Regions from separate parts of the Mus musculus genome. Here regions 1 and 3 are each linked to region 2. Evidence: chromatin contacts called from public Hi-C and promoter capture Hi-C data. All regions are on one chromosome and are shown on one strand. The core of a region is the stretch at or near the end of the contact, and the rest is flanking DNA. Distances in the headings are between cores, read along the strand shown.

Region 1 (2,997 bases), core at 422-2,921, 8.2 Mb after region 2:
TTACAGAAATACAGACAAGTCTTCCCACCATTCTCTACCTTCGTTCTTCACGTCAAAAAAAAAAAAAAAACTGACAGAAATATAACTGTTCAAAATGTTCATAAACAGACTGGGTGTGTGGGGGTGTAGTCTTTTATTCTAGCACTAGGGAAGCAGAGAAAAAGGTCCATGAATTGGAGGCTAGTCTGGTCTACAATGTGAGACCTTTAAGACAGACAGACAGACAGACAGACAGAAAGCAAACAACAACCCAACCTAACTCAGAATCACTGCAGCCACATAAAATATTTGTGAGCTTACTATATTAACAGGTTTGGGGATGAAAGAAGTCCTCCAGTAATTCACATCACACCTTGACTGTATAGCTGGTAATTCACATTTCAAGGACAGTACTTAGCAGGGGGGAAAAGACCGCGGAATGGGACGGGGCTTCATTAATGATCATCTACATTACAGCAGCCTAGTTGGTTTCCCGGATATACTTTCCTTTTTGATCTGTCCTGCTTTGTATTGCCACATTCCTCTCTACAATACCACTTGCAAGGGATTTCTCAAGAAGTTTCAAAGATCCAACTATCACATGAAGTTTAAATTCTTCAACTTCTAGTCTTCTGAGGCTATTCACCTGTTCAACTGTTTCACATGTGGTTTCCTTCTGCTAATTCATTTTGGAGGGAGAAACACCCAAGCCTAATTCAACTATTCATTCTCTAACTGAAATGCAATCTGGCTATCTTGAGGGAAGAGTCACTAGTTCTCACGACATCCCTTCAGCATCAGCTTCCCCAGCAAACGGCATGCGCATCCCAAGGTGTTTTCGAGATTACCATTCCAAAACAGCTGTTCATATTCCCAGCTGCCCTTTGGCGATAGGAGAGTCGTCGTTTGCAGTTCGGGAGTCTCTTGTAGGAAAGGGAGAGAGAGAGAGAGAGGGTTCGACGGTTTCAAGCTATGGAAGGAAAGACTAAAGGAGGCAAAGGGGGAAAAGCTCTTTACTTTCCTTGGGAAGAGTAGATAAGGGAAGAAAGAGGAGACCCCAAGAAACGAACTCTAGAGAAAGGTCAGTATAAACCCGTAGCGCTCTCGAGGTAGGACGTATGGGGCGGGGGTCCTGGATGAAGGAAAAGAACCGTCATCTTCGGGAGGACTGGCTACAAACAACGCGAAACAAAGGGGTTGGCAGTCGCAAAGCGGGAGGTTGGAATATGAGAGATCTGGGGATCTCCGGAGGACGAGCGGCAAGAAAACGAGAAAGAACACCACACGTCCCTCTGAGGACCCGCCGAGGACCTGGTTGCTAAGAGGGACCAGACAGGTGCCGGTAAAGACTGAGGAGCAGCCAGCTTCACTTCTAAGGACGCGGGGGCGGGGAAGTGTTTCTGCGTGGAGTCGTGCCCCGAAGCGAGACACGCTTGCCAGGGCAGTGCTCTCCAAGAATGGAGATCCGGGCCATGCGAAAACCGTTGGGGCACCGGCATTTCCCAGCCCTCGCCTGGCTTCCCCACACACTCACCGCGTCTGCTCCAAACGCCACCGCTCCAGCTGCAGCTACCGGCCGGCGCAGCCGCACTGAGCGCGCACCGCCCCACGTGACCCGTAGGCTACCTGCCCACGTGATCAGCAGGGCCCACCCCCCCCCCCTTCCTCCTCTCCGCGCTGTCCGGCCCCGCCCTCGCCAAGATGGCCGCGCCCTGCTTGCGTACGCCTGGTGTCCAGCTTTTGAGTATGAGTTCGCGTCCCGGGAGATTGTTCACTCCCGGCTCCTGGTCGTTTTGTTCCAGCGCTACTTCCTCTAGGCCCCTGAATGCTCAGAGATTGGCAGAGAAGCTCCGAGCCCAGAAACAAGAGCAAAAGGCAAAGGAAGTGCGGGTGAGTCTAGAGAGACTCAACTTCCGAGAAGCGATGCTCTCACGGCTTTCTTAGGTGTGGGGTGTGGTAGGCAGGTCCTGTAACAGCAAGTACATCAATGTTGAGAATATTCTGTGTGGTAGTCGGAATACCGCACTTTTGCTACTGCCAGACCCACCGCGTGGGTATGCAGATAAGACAGATGGCTATGTATGGTCCCAAAGGAAACATGAGTCAAATTATACAGTACAGTCATTCCACGGATTTCCACCTAAATCGCACTTAAGGCCATTCCCAGCGCTTCACTCCTTCATTAAGCTTTTTCCACCTTTCTCTTTCCTTAGGTGCCTACAAACCCCGTTCAGCGGAGAGTGCAGGAACTAGTGCGATTCACACAGCAGCTGCAGCGAGTTCACCCCAATGTGCTTGCTAAGGAACTGAGCCGAAGGATTCTCCACCAGGACAACGACCTCGTGGTCATTAATAAACCCTATGGTCTCCCTGTCCATGGTAAGAGCCATGTGGGCTAAGGAGAGAAACCTGCTGCTGCTTCCTCTTCCATCTAGGGTCACCCCTGAAGCTTTATTCATGAGACACTCTTGAATTCAAGTTAATTAAACCTTATTATCCCATGTATGTGACTACTGGTAACAAACCAGTGTCTAGTCCCCACTTGCAGATACCTGACAGTGAGCTGTATGCAGCCTCCCACAGGAATTATTGCAGAGAGATACAGAAGCTCAGTTCTGCACTGTGGGCTGTGTACAGCCACCCACAAGAATCGATGCGGAGAAATACAAAAAGTTACTTGCTAACTGTTATTTTCCATCAAAGTGGTTAAAACAAAACAACAACGAAAAAGGAGTTGGGAGCCAGTGTGCGACTGCCGCCCCAGGTCTAGGGGAGGATCCGGTGTTCATGTTCAGATCAGTCTCAGCAGCAGCAAAACTTCATTTCAAAATGAGAGAGGTAGAGAGACAAGGCTGGGAAGAGGAAATAATACACACGGTTGCGGTACACAGTAACCCCAGAGGGACTGGAACTTAATAGATGTCCTGATGCTGCTGAGTGTTCTGATGGGGGACGGCTGAAGTGAGTCAGAATTGAAAGGGAAAAAAAAAAAAAAAAAAAAAAAACATTTGTCAAAGG
Region 2 (2,911 bases), core at 265-2,764:
AAGGCATGTGCCACCAAACTCACCTCTCACCTGGCTCCCCAAATATTTTGTTTTACCGCCTTCCCTTGTCTATCTAGTTCTATTAGAACTAACAATATTTGAAGGTGACTATTGAGCACTGCAAATTTTTGATCATTTAATTATAGTCTTTGCAGCATCACTTCTTTGACTTTAAGGAGAAAATCAGACAACTAAATACCAGCATGGTACTAAGGAAGTTTGAGAAATAGAGGCAGTCAGAAAGAGGCAGGTTACAGGTATTCAAAACATGCACATGCAATGTAATACAGAATGGAGGTGAGATAGATAGACGGAATTTATGAGCCCGGTCCACTGCACTGTATTTTAAAGGGGGAGGAGGGATGATGGATAGGTGGGTGGGGTCACTGCTTAACTTTGGATTGGATCTGACAGCTGTAGCTGTCAAACCCACCTGCAGGATACTGTCTACCACACTATGAAATCCCGGTTACTAGAAGCAAAGCTGGAAGCATACTGCAGAGACAATGGGGATATCCAAGCACCAGGTGAGCATCCGACCATACAGCAGAGGGCTCCCTACCCTATCTAGGCTGTCCCCACCTCCCCAGCAGCACGCTGTCACTTTTGGCACGGAAGAAGGTAATGAATGCATGGGGGAGTCGCCCACGGGCGGGACTCGTGGGTGAATCTCAGGCTTTAGATTACAGTTGAAAAGAACCTGTCGCAGGCCTCGCAGGAGCTGGGCACTGAAAATCTCTGCTCCCAGCCCGTCCCACACTCGAGTCCAGGGGCAGGCTGACGTCCCGGTTTTGGGAAGGTCCCAGGGAATAGACTCACCGATCTGCCCAATGAACTCGATCTTGATGCCCTGGTGCTCTAGTCGCTTGTTGGGGTTCTTCAGTGATAGGCTCACTTTCCCCGAGACGGTTTCCCCGTCGTAGAAGAGGAAATATTTCTCCTTCTTCCCGTCCTCAGTCTTGTGCTCCGCTCGCTTCCTACTCTCCGCATCATTCAGCAAGATTTCCACCTCCACGCTCTGCCCGAAGCCGAAGAAGCTCATCTCCCCGCCTGGCCGCGCCGGTGTCGGCACAGACTGCTCCCTCCCTCCCAGGCGCGAGCTGCCTTCGGGGAAGGCAGGCCGGAGGGCCGGCTGCGGGAACGCGCTGGACGCTGCACCGCAGCCCCGCTCGCTCTGAGCTGGGCGGTGGGCGATCGCCGATGGCCTGCGCCCCTGGGGTGAGGCAGGGCGGAGGAAGGAGGTCGGCTGCGGGTTGCGGCGCCCAGAGCAGCGATGCACCGAGAGGCCAGACACAGTACCAACGCAGATCCTGGCGGTGCAGCGACTAGGGCCCTGGGAGGAAAGGCGCCAAGCACGCGCGTCTCGTCGCCCACCGGGTGGGGTCCAGCGCCCAGCCGCACACACAGAACTGCCTGGACTCCCGCGGCGTAACGCACCGAAGTGCTACGGCGGCGCCGGGCGGGGGAAGGGGCAGGAGAACTCCGGCCCGGATGCGAAGATGATGCCACGCGCACGCGCACGTCTTCTCTCCCCCCCCCCCCCCTCGCTTTCCCTACCCCCTCCAGGCCGTCAAGGGGTGCGCTCATCTGCGCATGTGCAGTGCCAAAGGGCGCTTTGTTTACATGGCGGCTCTGGCCTCTCTCCAGTAGAACTCGGGCCCAGATGTTCCGTCAAGTCCTAGCACTGCAAGTGCCTCCTTGTAATATTCCGGTTGCATTTCTCTTCCTTCTTAGCCTGATAAACGCCAGGCTACTCTTCACATTTGAATACGAGCAACGCTTGCGTGCTGTCTGACGGGATGAGGTGCCTTTCCCATGCACGCTCAGTGTCACCGGAAGGGGCAAATGTGACCGCTACTACAGGAAGTATGCTGTCCCCGCTGGCCTCTAGGTTCCCTGCCGTGTAAGAACGATATGACGGTAAGAAAAACACTAGTGACGTCCTGACCCCAACATTAACTGGAATGCTAAGGGAAAAAGAAAAAGTCCTCGCTAGCCTTGTTTAACTTCCAGTCTTTGCCCCGCCCACTTATGCGCACGCAGTGGGCGACCCAGCCCATTGGCTTGGGTTACGAACACGGCTCAGCGCGGTGATTGGTCGATTGTAAATCCCGAACGTTGTGACTGGTCCGCCAAAACGTCTCAGAGCGCGCGCGGGAGCGACGGCGAGCCGGTACGTCCACGGTCGGAATGGCGCTGCAGGATCTTGGAGAAAACTTGCAGCCTTGGTGTCCGCTGGGTCTCAGCCTCGGTGAGGAAACGCAGCCGCGGGTTCTGGGTTCGGGGCTTGGGGTGTTTTGTTCCGCCTAATGTATCCAAGCTTGCGTCTCGGTGAGGGTAGGGGTAGGGGTGGGGGAAGGGGAAGCCCTGGTCTCTGCACTGACCGTGAGCCCCAGGATTGTGACAATCTGCCCGGGTGAAGGCCAGCCAAACTTACGGTGGGATCTGAGTCCAGACGAGTAATTGGTAGAAAAGAGAGCTAAACTGTTCTAGCATGCGGGAGGTCGAGGCTGGAGGATTGCCATGAGTTCAAGACCATCCTGGGCCACACAAATGAATTTAAACCAGTCTCAATAATAATAATAATAAAACAATAATAATAGGAGTGTCTCAGTGATAATAACAATAGCAGCAGCAACATGAAAAGCTAATAATTGGCCTTTAATAGTGCTAGTGCCTCAGTTATCTCCATCTGTCACCTTTGTTCTACCTAGTCTTGCTGGAGTCCTAAGTCTATTCCCCAGGTGGTTTTAAACAGACAATCTCAATGTTCAGGTTGATTTTTTTTTTCTTAGAATTTGTGATCATAAATTCAGCTAGATGGTTCTTGTACCGGCTGGTTTTGTGTGTCAGCTTGACACAGGCTGGAGTTATCACAGAGAAAGGAGTCTCAGTTGGGAAAATGCCTCCA
Region 3 (3,030 bases), core at 115-2,614, 8.1 Mb after region 2:
ATACCTCTCTTTATCTCCATCATCACCTTGAAATCTTTGGGGACTGGCCCAACTCCTGGCTTGCTGTAGTGGGGCTGGGGGATCGGATGTGTTGAGGAGGGTGAAATGAGTGGGAGGTGAGGCCCAGGGTTCAGTAAGCAGCCAAAGATGCCTTCCCCTATGCAACAGGACAGGCCATAGGGGATGCTCAGAGTAGGGCAGAGGCAGAATAAGTTTGAGGAAGCCGAGCGGTGTCAGTTTTCTCAAAGGATGTTTGCAGACCAACTCCCAACAGAACAAAACATGTCCAGTTATTTCTGAGGCCCTAAGTGACTGGCACCTCCTAGGTAGCACTCTAGGGGTGCCTGGGAAAGTAAGGTTATGGATGGTGTTTCACTAGCAAACTCACAACATTCCCTCTGTACCCCTGATACTTACACATATCAATTCGTTTACAACCCCCTGGGTAGAGAGGCCTGGAGGGGCCAAGTGGGATCTGTAGCACTGACCCTGCCCTGTGGTATTGGTGTGTGCCCCTTGTGAGAGACAACTATCACTGTGGTACTATTCAAACCCAGACTAGCCTTTTAAGCCTGACCGGGGGGAGGGGGGGGGGAGGATCTAGCCTAGAGGACAGAGAACAGAGTAGATCAGACTCATAAACCAGAAAGTCTACCCCTCGGTCTGGGAGGAATGGCAGTGGTACAAGACACGTTGGCATCTCGGGGCTGCCCATAGGTCTCAGCCAGCAAGGGTCTCAGAGAGGCACCTAGAACAGACATAGACAAGGGTTCTGCCCCAGCTCTAGGTTAACTTCTCAGTCTTATCCTAGGCCTTCTCACTGCCCATTACCCAGGCAACTTTGAAGCACAGTTGGCCCAAAGACCCCCCCTAATCCCTGGACACAGCCACCCTGCAATTTGGCAAGCCCACCTTTGGGCTTTGCCTCAGCGACCTTGCAACTCCAGCACACAGGCAGACCCTGCAAAACTTGTCACCTCTAGCAAAGCCAGCCCACACGTCCTGACTTCGGAGGATGCTAGAGGTGATAGTCACCCATTCAGCTAGGACGCAAGAGCGACAGGGTTGGGGGTTAGAAACTTTCCGGAGGATTGTCCTGCTCACTCACTCCTAGAGAGCGAGACAAGTCAGGCTTCCCGCGAAAATCTAGTCCAAGCAAGGGACCCAGCTCCCCAGGGCTGTGGCCACCCTACACCAACCCCGTGCAGCGTGGCGTCCACGTGCGGGGCCCCCCGACCACCTCTCCGAGCCGTGGCGGGAGGCTGCAGCCTCGCAGCCCCGTCACTCCCCGCCCTCCGCCGCGGGGCCCCAGAGCCCGGCTGCCGCGTACTCACCCTCGCGGGTGGAGCGGGGCGGGGCGAGGTAAATCCGCGCGCAGCTCCGATCCGTTAGGCGCCCCGACTGGCGGGGCAGCACTGGCGCAGTGGCTCCGCTCGGCCCGGTCCCTGTCCCGGGAGCGGGGCCGGCCTGGGAGCGGGCAAGTCCGCCTGAAGGGGAGGCGGGGGCCAGGGCTTGGGCGGGGGGCGGGGGGCGGGGAAGGGGCCGGACACGCTTGCGCACACGGTCGGGAAGCCGACAGCCGCGAACGCCGCGCTGGAGGGAGGGCGCACCGAGAGAGGGAGGGCGCGGAGAAAGGAGGGAGCTAAGAAGGGAGGGAGGGCATCGAGGAGGGAGGGCGCGCCGAAGGAGGGAGGACGCAGAGAAAGGAGGGAGTAAGGAGGGAGGGAGGGCGCAGAGGAAGGAGGGCGAGGGTGTGAGGCCGCGGGGAGACTGGGGTTGGCCTGGAGGCCTCCCTGGCCTGGAGAGAGACGGCCGGGGTGCGGGAGGCTGGATCGGGTGAGGGCAAACCCAGGGCAAGCGCTGCCTGTGAATGGCTCCAAGATGAGTATGCCCAACGTTGCCTCTAGCACTGATCCCACGCTCTCCTGGAAACAATAACCAAGAAAGGCTTCTTTGCTGTCCCCGCGCGGTTAAAAAAAAAAAAAGTATCCTTTTCTCTCTACAGAAACTCAAGAACAGGAATAGAAGTCCATCCTTCCAATATCCTCCCATGCCCTCATGGCAGTCAGGTGACCTAAATTGACGAGCCTTTTCTCTGCCCCAGGCCGGCCTATGCGCCCCAAACTGCTCCCTTAGCTCTTCCTCCTTTGCATACCCTCTCTTAGCCTTGGATAACTTCTCAGTTTCCGTTCTTGCTGAAGGCGCCAGGCATCCTGTCTCCAGAGGAAACCCCTTCAAGCCTTTAACCCTGATGCCGTGGGCTCTAGAATTGCCTGGACTGCAAACAGTGCAGAAACCACCCTGCAGGACTGTCCATTTCAGGAGTCAGCACAGTGTTACCCAGTTCCTAGCTTGAGCACCCTGGGGCTACAAGGAAAGTATTAGATCCAGTCCCCCTTCCCCCGGAAGCTTGCTATCTAGTTGCAGAGAAGGGGTGGCGGGTGTTGTGCTGGACTCCCATCAAGAAACAGGCGGCACAGGATGTGACTAAGTGTAAGTAAGATGTGAATAACTGACAGTAAGTGCCCAGGGTTTTAACGGAGTTTAAAGTCATCGTCAGGGGAAGCTGGAGGTCTCATGTGTTGGGACTCTCCAATTCACAACAAAACGAAGAGGTGGCCTCCAGCTTCTTCCATTCCGGCTGTTTCCATCTGAATTATACCTTGCATAGGTGGAAGCTCTTTGGCAGCTCACCAAAACCTAGTTTTATTTGAATGGTACCTTTGGCCTGACAGTCACCTAGTCACTCAACAAATATTTATTACATTTCATGTCCTGGTCTGGAGCTAAGCTGGGAATAGACAATACAATGACTATGTCTCTGTGTTTGGCAAGGGAAAAAGAAGAAGGCAAAAGAAAAACTGCTCGGGGAGAAAGAACAACTGAAATATGTCTGGCAAGTTGATTCAAGAAACAGTTGCCCGGCCTCCAAACCTGGATAAGTCTTCACCAAACTAGGTACAAAGACAAGTTCTTGCTAAAGGTAAAAATCCTTCTACCATAAAATTGAGCTTAAGAATCAGCTTTTTT

The links. Promoter capture Hi-C pulls out the DNA fragments that hold promoters and counts their contacts. Hi-C and Micro-C count contacts between places; a contact is called where the count stands out from the background.
Region 1: a contact with region 2 is called in a Hi-C map of CD8 T cells, with 4 times the contacts expected there. The contact joins the promoter of Rpusd4 here to the promoter of Vps26b in region 2. A contact is called at or near these places in 2 of 484 Hi-C or Micro-C datasets (CD4 T cells and CD8 T cells).
Region 3: a contact with region 2 is called in a promoter capture Hi-C map of pre-B cells. The contact joins the promoter of 4930581F22Rik here to the promoter of Vps26b in region 2. A contact is called at or near these places in 1 of 39 promoter capture datasets (pre-B cells) and 1 of 484 Hi-C or Micro-C datasets (CD4 T cells).

The regions. Positions count from the first base shown.
Region 1 is chr9:35,266,210-35,269,206 of GRCm38.p6, forward strand. It overlaps Rpusd4 (RNA pseudouridylate synthase domain containing 4), which reads left to right and starts at 1,672. Exons shown (of 7, transcript NM_028040.2): 1 at 1,672-1,869; 2 at 2,193-2,358. The coding sequence starts at 1,681. It overlaps Fam118b (family with sequence similarity 118, member B), which reads right to left and starts at 1,596. Exons shown (of 8, transcript NM_194257.2): 1 at 1,514-1,596.
Region 2 is chr9:27,028,580-27,031,490 of GRCm38.p6, forward strand. Vps26b (VPS26 retromer complex component B) reads right to left here and starts at 1,515. Exons shown (of 6, transcript NM_178027.4): 1 at 820-1,515. The coding sequence starts at 1,042. Ncapd3 (non-SMC condensin II complex, subunit D3) reads left to right here and starts at 1,586. Exons shown (of 36, transcript NM_178113.4): 1 at 1,586-1,920; 2 at 2,044-2,251. The coding sequence starts at 2,191.
Region 3 is chr9:35,115,364-35,118,393 of GRCm38.p6, forward strand. 4930581F22Rik (RIKEN cDNA 4930581F22 gene) reads left to right here and starts at 1,365. Exons shown (of 6, transcript NR_029475.1): 1 at 1,365-1,477; 2 at 2,006-2,983. St3gal4 (ST3 beta-galactoside alpha-2,3-sialyltransferase 4) reads right to left here and starts at 1,501. Exons shown (of 11, transcript NM_009178.4): 1 at 1,335-1,501. LOC115487216 (a long non-coding RNA gene) reads right to left here. Exons shown (of 3, transcript XR_003948311.1): 3 at 1,837-1,925.